Regions from separate parts of the Sus scrofa genome. Here region 1 is linked to region 2. The links are chromatin contacts, called in public HiChIP or PLAC-seq maps. All regions are on one chromosome and are shown on one strand. Each heading gives the region's core, a stretch centred on a gene start, on an enhancer-like site or on the middle of the called end of the contact. The rest is flanking DNA. Distances are from core to core; before and after follow the strand shown. Region 1 holds the start of RETSAT (all-trans-retinol 13,14-reductase). Region 2 holds the start of GGCX (vitamin K-dependent gamma-carboxylase).

Region 1 (4,640 bases), core at 576-3,075, 200 kb before region 2:
TACCATGGGGCAGGCTTCTGGCACAAGGAACAGGCCATCCACAAACAGGTTATTGTTGGAAAATACAGGGTCTGCAGGTGGCAGAGGAACAGCCCAGTCATATGATGGTTCTTCCAGATCTGGATGCAGAGGCCTGGGCAGGACAGAACTGCTCTGAAAAATCACAGCACTGCCCCCTCACACTGGGGAAGCCTGGAGACAGGGTTGGAGGAGGCTGCACCCAGGCAAGACAAAATTGGATGGCATGTGGTGCCACATGGGCACTTCGTACACAAGATCGCTCCTGAAGAACTGAGTTTTGGAGTTTTTCAAGCTGCTAGAGAGCTTGGTAAAATTTTAACTTTATAAACGTTCTTAAAAGGATCTATAACGAGAAATACACTTCCTATCACACCCCAGGACATGTGTTAGTATATAATATAAACACCTGAAATAGAATTTTCACATTATTTGCCAGAACTGCATAGGAGGCATTTTGATATTTTCCATTCTACTGCATTCAGAAATACTAGTCACAACTCACCAAACTGATTTCAAGAGCCACTAAGAGATCACAATCCGGTTTGAAAAACAGTTGAAACTAGTCATCTCATTTTCTTTCTTTTTTTTTAAGCAGCAGAATTCTTTCTTTAAGCCCTAGTAGAAACCCTCAAATACTTTTTTTTTTATCGTCTTTTGTCTTTAGAGGCTGCACCCGAGGTATATGGAGGTTCCCAGGCTAGGGGGTGAATCAGAGCCGCATCTGCAACCTACACCACAACTCAGGGCAATGCCAGGTCCTTAACCCACCGAGCGAGGCCAGGGATTGAACCTGTGTCCTCGCAGATACTAGTTGGGTTCATTAACTGCCAAGCCACGACAGGAACTCCTTTTTTAGCGTGTGTTTGTGTGAAACCCTCAAATACTTTTTGAACATAACAGTGCAGGTCCTCTGGTCAAGGGCAGCTCAAAGCCTGAAGGCACCCCGTTGAACCCTGGTTCATCACATGAGAGCCAATCAAATCACTTGACGGGCCAAATGCAAGTTCCTATAAAGGTTTCTGGGCCACTCTCCCACGTCCTGGAACTCATGTTGGAAGCCAAGTGAAAAAAATTAAGGTCTTCAAGCCAAGTGGGGGAAAAGGTCTTCTCTCTTGTTTAGCCGTGCCTAACCACGGCTATACTAAGTGGCTGGCCCTGCATGTGGCTATGCCAAGACTGGTTCGCCGAGGTCAGTGCCCGCGCCTTGAGACCACGATTCCACAAGTCTGCGGGGGTGAAGGCTCTCGCAGGTGGTGGATATGCACACTAAAGCAGGCGCCTCCACCTGCAACAAAGCCCTCCCCGCACTTAAATCTCGGGAAACTAACGCCGGGGTCGCGCAGCGGCTGGCCCTGCGGAAATAGGAACACTAACCCGCAAGGAAGTGCGGGCGCAGCCTCGGACCCCGGGGATCCCTCCAGCTGACCTTGTTTGAGAACCTTCTTCCTGGCTTCCTTGTCCGTCACGAGGGGTGCGGGTGGCCTCTTAACGTCCTCGGAGAAGGGGTTCGGAGAGCTGCCTGCAAACAGCCACTTGTAAACTTGGCCGAGGACGGCCAGCAGCAGCGCAGCCAGCAGCAGCAGCGACAGCCACATCGCGCCGGCTTCAGGTGTGGGGAACCCGTCTGCTCCGACTGCGGCCGCGGCTCTGCCCAATTAGCCTGTTGCCCCACAGAGTAGGCGGAAATAGCTTTGGCCGCTGATGCGCCCAGATCTTTTGGCCAGAGACCAAGTCTCCAGCGCAGATTGACCCTCCCCGCTCCTCGTACTTCCTTCGCCTGCTGTGCGGAGGGCCGTGCGCATGCGCGGAGGTGGGGGGCAGCGGGGCTGCGGACCCCAATTGCGAAAACGCTGGGAACTCGGGGACCCGCCCGGCCGCCCCGAGGGTCGGAGGAGGAGGAGGAGGAATGTAGGGTGGAAATGATCTTCCTGGGCGGAGGTAAGGCTGAGCGTTGCAGGACAGTGAGAGGCTCCCGACTAGCAGACAGGAGACCTGGGTTGTGCTGAGAACTCGCTGGATGACCTGAGGCAAGTTGGTTTCCTATTTTCCCCACCGAGCAGTGAGAAAGTTTTTGTCTGGAGTCCCTTTGCAGCCCCTGTCTGGGTGTCTCAGTGGATTGAGATCTTATTTGAGATCCGTTCACCGCAGCTGGCGAGCACCCGGCTCTGTTCCGCCCAATTAAGCGACAGCTTTGGCCGCGGCGCTCTCTTGGGATTGGCGTTGCTTCTGGTGGGGGCTGGAGAGGGCGGGGAGCCTTCAGTGACAAGCCTGATGAAAAGACTGCCTTAGGTAGGTGCAACTTTGTAACTTCCAATCCTTATATTTAAGGTGTGGATCCAATTTCTAGATTAAACAGTTAGAGGGTTTAAGCTCTAGCAAGCTTAAACTTAAAATCATTCCCCTTAATGTAGCTCCTTGCCTAAAGGGAATGTACTTTAACCTATGCTATGTACCGTAACATAAACAACAAGGGCTTTCTGTATAGCCCAGGAAACTATGTTCAATATTTTGTAATAACGTATAATGGGAAAGGATCTGAAAAGTAACATATACACACATATATGTATACATAAATACACATATGTACAGATATAAAAATATACTGTATGTATATATATGTGTGTGTGTATATATATATATATATATATATATATATATATATCTGAATTACTGTGCTGTTCACCAGAAACTAACACAACACTGTAAATCAAGTATACTTCAATTTTTTTCTTTTTTTTCTTTTTAGGGCACTACCCTCGGCATATGGAAGTTCCCAAGCTAGGGGTCGAATGGGAACTCCACCTGCTGGCCACGGCCACGGCCATGGCCACAGCCACACCAGGTCCAAGCGGAGTCTTTGACCTACACCACAGCTCAAGGTAATGCCAGATGCTTAACCCACCGAGCAAAGCCAGGGATCACACCTGCATCCTCATGGATGCTTGTCGGGTTCATAACCCACTGAGCCACAACGGGAACTCCTTATACTTCAATTTAAAAAAAAAATTTTTTTAATTAAAAAATTTAAGTGCGTGCAGCATAAATACTGAATTTGGAAAGGATCCATCATTACAGAAAGGCCATTTCCTCAGGCCCAGGTGTAAGAAACTTGCCTAATATCGGTAGGAGTGACTTTGTAACTTGGAGTCCTTGCTTGTTTGACAGTTTCTACTCCTTTTCTCTTCTGTTACAGATAGTAACTGTCCCTATTGAAGCCCCTAGCCGGGTTCCAGCCAGAACTAAGGCGCTAGCAGACATGTAAAGCTGGTCATGCTTCTACACTGCTTGATTCATTTCGAGCCCAGTAACAGAAGAGCCTTCCTGAGACTACTGTCACCATACCTGCCTGTCCGCTTCCCGAGGTTAGCTGATGTGTGAGTGTTTTGCCGTATGCTGTCGTGGAGGTCAAGGGGGAGGGACAGGAAAGGGAGGCAGATGCTGAGACTCCAGAGGACACAGAGAGAGCTAGTTCCTGAGGTGCCATGATGGAGGGGCACTGCCCTCTGCCACTCCCACCCCCAATCACAATGAGCCAAATGCCCAGCCCAAGAGCTGGGAGGTGTTCCTGCTCTTGGTGTTAGGAAGCAGTGTGCCCTGCCCCGGACAGAGTCCGTTTTGTTACTGGCAGCCAGTTTGTAGGAAATCCAGACCATATTCTCCCAGTGGAAGGCTGACCAAAGCAACACTGCCCTCCTTCCTTAGTCAACCAAGTCTGTGAGGTCTGACTGTCAGTTGTAGGTGGGCCACCTGCCCCCTTGCCCAGATTTTTGTTGATAGGCGTCCATGATGGTCAGTTCCTCCATGATGAGGTGTGGGCCTGTCCAGCCCTCTTTCCTAAGGTAGACTCGTGGGAGGCTAGGCAGCTGCCACCTGTCTAGTATGGGTGTTAACTGGGGAAGGGTAGGCATTGTGTTGTGTTTTGAGTTTTTGCCATGGCAGGAGCCACATCTAGTGTTAGGCTCACCCTGTGTCTGAGACTACAGCAAAGCCTGAGCACCATGGCAAAGACCACCCACCGACATGCCACCCTAAATTAGCCCCACCCCTTTGAGATACTGCCCCAGATCTCAGTGACTTCATGTCAGAAGCAGACCCCACCACTCACAGTGGTGAGTGGACACAATGATACAGCCCTCAAACCCCTTCTTTCTATCCACCGACAGGCAGAGTAAGAGGCAGACTTTGGCTAAAGCAGCCTGTTTCTTCAGAGTATGTTTACAGCTGCTTAAAGCTTTGGAAAGTCAGGGAGTTCCCATCATGGCTCAGCAGTTAATGAATCTGACTAGCATCCATGAGGACGTGGGTTTGATCCCTGACCTTGCTCATGCGTTAAGGATCCTGCGTTGCCGTGAGCTGTGGTGTAGGTCGCAGATGCGGCTTGGATCTGATGTGACTGTGGCTGTGGCTATGGCATAGGCCAGTGGCTACAGCTCCCATTCGACCCCTAGCCTGGGAAGCTCCTTATGCCACAGGTATGGCCCTAAAAAGAAAGAAAGAAAAAAAACCTTTGGAAAGTCAGTTTTTTCTCAGCAGAGGCATAACTGAATGACGAAACCAGTTTTCTCCTTACTTTTTTTTTTAGGCCTGAGACTTCAGAGACCTCAGGGACTTCTTTCAGT
Region 2 (4,878 bases), core at 1,755-4,254:
TCCACGACGTCTTGTCCAGGAGAAACACATACCAGTATGGCAGCAGGAATAACACACAGCTTATCCGGTAGCACAGGCCCAGCATCATGCCCAGTGCCCCTGGGATTTGAGAGGGAGAGGATTAAGAGGTCAAAGGCCCAGCTCCCCTGGGACAGGCTGTGGGTGTGACCAAGAAAAATCATCAGACATTTTATAACCAGGTAAAAATAGATTAAAATTAAATGCTATTTTAAATTTATTTATGGGGGGGGAGGCTGCACCTGCAGAACATGGAAGTTCCTGGGCTAGGGGTTGAATCAGAGCTACAGCTGCCGGCCACAGCCACAGCAACACCAGCTCCAAACTGTGTCTGCAACCTACACCACAGCTCACGGCAACACCAGATCCGCGACCCACTGAGCAAGGTCAGGGATTGAACCCGAGTCCTCATGGATGCTAGTTGGATTCATCTCCACTATGCCACAATGGGAACTACTATTTTATTTTATTTATTTATTTGGTTTTTAGGGCCACACCTGGGGCATATGGAGGTTCCCAGGATAGGGGTCAAATCGGAGCTACAGCTGCTGGCCTATGCCACAGCCACAGCAGCACCAGATCCGAGCCGTGTCTTCAACCTACACCACAGCTCACAGCAATGCCAGATCCTTAACCCACTGAGTGAGGCCAGGGATCAAACCCACAACCTCATGGTTCCTGGTCAGATTCGTTTCCACTGTGCCATGATGGGAACTCCAAGGGAACTCCTATTTTAATATTTTTAAAAAGAGTTATAGGGTCATAGCTCAGATATCACCCAAGTCAGCAGGATGAAGTTATAAATCACAACAGAAGTGAAATAAGGAGGACCCTGGTCATTCACCAGCATGCTTTGTATTTCAGGGGTTTTAGGAAAGCCAGTCAATACTCCCATCTCGACTACAGTTTCCCTCACCCAGAAACATGATGGTGTAGACAAGATACATCCAGTCAAGTGGCAGTGGCTGCAGGGCATCCAGCAAAGGGAAGCGGCAAACCTCCAGCCCATCCAGGTATCTTCGGTCCAGGGAGCTGAGCCCCCGCTCCTGGGGAATGTCCAGCACCATCAACAGCCCTGAGAAGGCAGAGGAGGAGGGGCCGTCAGGCCTCAGCAAAGGGAGCCACGGGACACACTGGAATACAGGGGAGCACACCCGGCTCCAGAGTCAGACTTCTTTCCTAACCCTGAAAAGAATTCATTCAACAATAATTTCAGAGCATTCACTCTGTGCTGGGCATTATACCAGCTGTGTGATCAGAAAGCCACTGCACTTCACTGAGCCAATTCCCCATGTGGGAAAGGGGGCTCCTCGTATTGTGCAGGGTTTCAGAGACGATTAAGGGAGAGAAGCGTACAAAATGCTCTAAAAGCTGTTCGTGTTTTGATAGTCATATTTGTAAAGGTCTGTCCTACTGGCTACAGAAAGGGCTCTGGGGCAGAGCCTCCCTGCCTGCCTGCTTGCATCTCTCACAAGCATCCTATCTTAATAAATCAATTTCTTGCCTATCAGAAAAAAAAAAAGAGAGAGAATGGGTTCTGGGGTGGTGCTCCTCAACCTCTTTCTCTTCCTGGAGCCCTTGGCAGTATCTGACCAGCACATTTGGGTTAGGAAGCCAGCTCCATTAAGGCAGGATTTCTCAACCCCAGGACTATTCACAGTTTGGGCTGGTTAATTATTTGCTGGGAGGCCTATCCTGTGGATCCTAGGTCATTCGGCAGCATCCCTGGCTTTATGTAGACGCCAGTAGCCAACAATTCCCCTTGTCCCCCATCCCAGGCTGTGACAAATACAAATGTCTACAGACATTGCCAAATATCCCTAGGAGAGCAAAATCGCTCCCAGTTGAGAACCACTGGGCTAAAGGAAGTAATGTCACTGTATCTGTCACCCATTCCAAGCATATGTGCTGTGGTCTATGAGTTAGACTCTGGATTAGAGAGCCATAGCCAGAATGTCTGCCCTGTCACCCCTGCCATTTCTCTGAAGCAGTTACTGGGCAACTTCATGCCACAGATAATACGGGTTCCTGTTCCTCTGACTCTGTATTTCCTATAGCCTCAGATCAAAGCATTTCTGGCCTCCAAACCCTAATGGGAAGAGACAAACCTGGGTTCGATCCTAAAGTTCACAAAGACCTCTCACAGATTATCAGTAACTTCTGGTCTTAGGAAAAGCAAGGTAAGTCTACTAAGCAGGTAAGTAGCCAAGAAAAGGACAAGGGACAATTGTCATTCTCCCACCCCCAACCACACTGCCCCTCCCCAAAGTGGACTTACCAAAGAGAAAACGGAAGACTGCCAGGCTTGCAGGATCCGTTGGTCTATTCAGCAGGGTCACCAGTCTCCCCCAGCTGGACACATCTGTCCACTCAAAACCCAAGAGTTTCCCCATTCGGCTGCTCTGAGGGGGCCCTGAGGTCTGTCCAGACTTGTCTTTCTGTACTTTATCTGCAACCAATAGGTGGAGAGAGAAATGCGCGTTTGGGTGGTGATGCTTTAAAACAGGCTTCTCCAGATATCACAGTCCCAGGCTCCTGCCAACCTGGGTTCTCCCACTGATCTCTGGCTAACCGAAACATCCCTGCAGTGCAGCCCCTCCTCCAGGATCCCCCAATGCCCCAGAATCTTTTTCAGACTATATCCTCCTAACCGCAAAGCACCCCGAATATCATAGCCACCCCAAAGCCAAAGACTGCAACATCTCTACAAGCCTATTCCCAACCAAGTCTTCCCCGGGTTCCACAGGGCAGTGTTCCCGCTTCCATCCCTCTGAAACCAGCGCCCCTCTCTAACAGCCACAAGGCGGGGTTCTGAGCCTACCAGAGTGGGGCTGGGCCCGCGCGGACCGAGCAGACACCCCCATGGCCTCGGGGAGCTAGATCCACCACAGCTGCACGTCGGAGCAGGGAGCGTCGCAGGGACTGGCTCCCCCAAGCCCCGCCTCCCCGACACATCAGCACCTGCGAGGCGAGCCGGAAAGCGCCCGGACTGTCGTGAAGGGCCCTAGTCTACCGCACCGGGTCCCTCGCTTGGCGGCAGAGGGCGGAGCAAATGGCCTTGGGGCGGGGCGACGAGGCCGCGAAGAGACGTGGTCTGGCCTCACTTTACCGGGTGACGGAGGAGGTACGGAGACGCAGCTGAATCCGCCTCAGTTCTACAGAACGACCAGTCTTTCGCTAGAGGCCTCCGGAGCCCTCTTTTCTCTTTCAACCTAGACTCGAAATGCCTGCAACTTCGCTGGGGCCCTCCCGGGACCCCAGTAGACCTCTCCACGTTACTGTAGTGTCCCTTCGATGCTCCCTGATGTGAGCAGTGTGGGCACAAATGCCAGACTTTCCAGAGAGGTTCACTGCCGAGGTGAGGACACACCTGGAAGAACTGCCCCGGCGTAGAGACTGTGCGAGTTTCTTTATGTGTCTTTCTGGTACCTGCCAAGAACCAGAGGTTTGAAAACAGCAGGGAGAACCGAAAAAAATAACCGCAGAGGGAATGCAGAGTAGGGGCAGTGACTAGAGTGTGGTCTATCAGGAAAATTCTTAGGTGAGTCTGAATAGCATTGTAACATCAAATTCTCTGCACTGGGATTGGCCAGCAGGATCAGACATAGGCATCTTAGAGCATGTGTTCTCACATTCTTATTCTCAGAACCCCTTTACACCGCGCTACACACATTATCGAGAACCCTAAAAGAACTTTTATTTATTTATGTGTTCTTTTTAGGGCCGCACCTGTGGCATATGGAGGTTCCCAGGCTAGGGGTCTAATCCGAGCTACAGCTGCCAGCTTACGCCAGAACCACAGCAACACCAGATCCAAGCCTCATCTGCAACCTACACCACAGCTCACGGCAGTGCTGGATCCTTAACCCACTGAGCGAGGCCAGGGATCGAACCCACAAACTCATGGTTCCTAGTTGGATTTGTTTCCGCTGTGCCATTATGGGAACTCCAGAACTTTTATTTATATGAGTTACGTTTTTCTGTTTTTAGTATATTGGAAATTTACACTGAGAAATGTATAAAAGTGTTGATTCACTAATAGAAAAAAGTAATAAACTCTTTACATGTCTACATAACATTTTTATTAAAAAGTATGTTTTCCACACAAAAAAAAGTTACATGAGAGCAGTATATTGTTTTACATGCAAATCTCATTAATATCTGGCTTAATTGAAGAGAGCTGGATTCTCATATCTGCTTCTATATTCCATCTGTTCTGAAATGGCATTGATTTAAGTATGTGAAGGAAATCTGGCCCCATAGATATTTAGTTGGAAAAAAGCATTCTAGGAATTCCCTGGTGGCCCATCAGGTTAAGGATCTGGTGTTTTCACTCCTGTGGCTCAGGTTGCTGTGGTGAAACAGCTTTGATCCCTGGCCTGGGAACTTCTGCATGCTGCCAGCACAGTTCTGCCTCCCCAAGAAAAGCATTTTAATAGCCTGTTTAGATGATTGTGGATACCACAATGAAGGTGTGATGCCCCACCTAAACTTATAAATGGCTTTTAAAAGGTTAGTCAGATGTGAAATCAGAAGTCAATAATAAACTTTTTGCTCTGTTACATTAAAATCATTGGTATGTCTTGCACTTTGAATAGACCCTTTAGTCATGCATGAATTTGTAAAATCATACATACGGTCATTTGGAAAACATTGGTTCACTGAGTTATACAGCTCTTCCAAATGCAGAATCAATCTCTCTCTCTCCTTCTCTTTTATGGCCATAACTGCAGCATATGGAAGTTCCTGGGCCAGGAATTGAATCCATGCCATCTCAGTGACCTGAGCTGCTGTAGTTGGATTCTTAACCCACCGTTCTACAGTAGGCCCTCGCAAATGTAGAATGTCTTAAATGTCAGG

The links. HiChIP or PLAC-seq counts read pairs in DNA pulled down with a chosen protein or histone mark.
Region 1: a contact with region 2 is called in an H3K27ac HiChIP or PLAC-seq map of alveolar macrophages. The contact joins the promoter of RETSAT here to the promoter of GGCX in region 2. A contact is called at or near these places in 3 of 5 promoter capture datasets (fetal liver, fetal skeletal muscle and skeletal muscle), 4 of 47 Hi-C or Micro-C datasets (brain, heart right ventricle, liver and 1 more) and 1 of 2 datasets of contacts at active chromatin or transcription factors (alveolar macrophages).

The regions. Positions count from the first base shown.
Region 1 is chr3:59,398,346-59,402,985 of Sscrofa11.1, reverse strand. RETSAT (all-trans-retinol 13,14-reductase) reads right to left here and starts at 1,825. Exons shown (of 11, transcript XM_003124944.4): 1 at 1,448-1,825. The coding sequence starts at 1,616. ELMOD3 (ELMO domain-containing protein 3) reads left to right here and starts at 1,793. Exons shown (of 13, transcript XM_005655213.2): 1 at 1,793-2,048; 2 at 3,215-3,383; 3 at 4,604-4,640.
Region 2 is chr3:59,200,489-59,205,366 of Sscrofa11.1, reverse strand. It overlaps GGCX (vitamin K-dependent gamma-carboxylase), which reads right to left and starts at 3,004. Exons shown (of 15, transcript XM_003354744.4): 1 at 2,840-3,004; 2 at 2,297-2,467; 3 at 935-1,093; 4 at 1-99. The coding sequence starts at 2,882.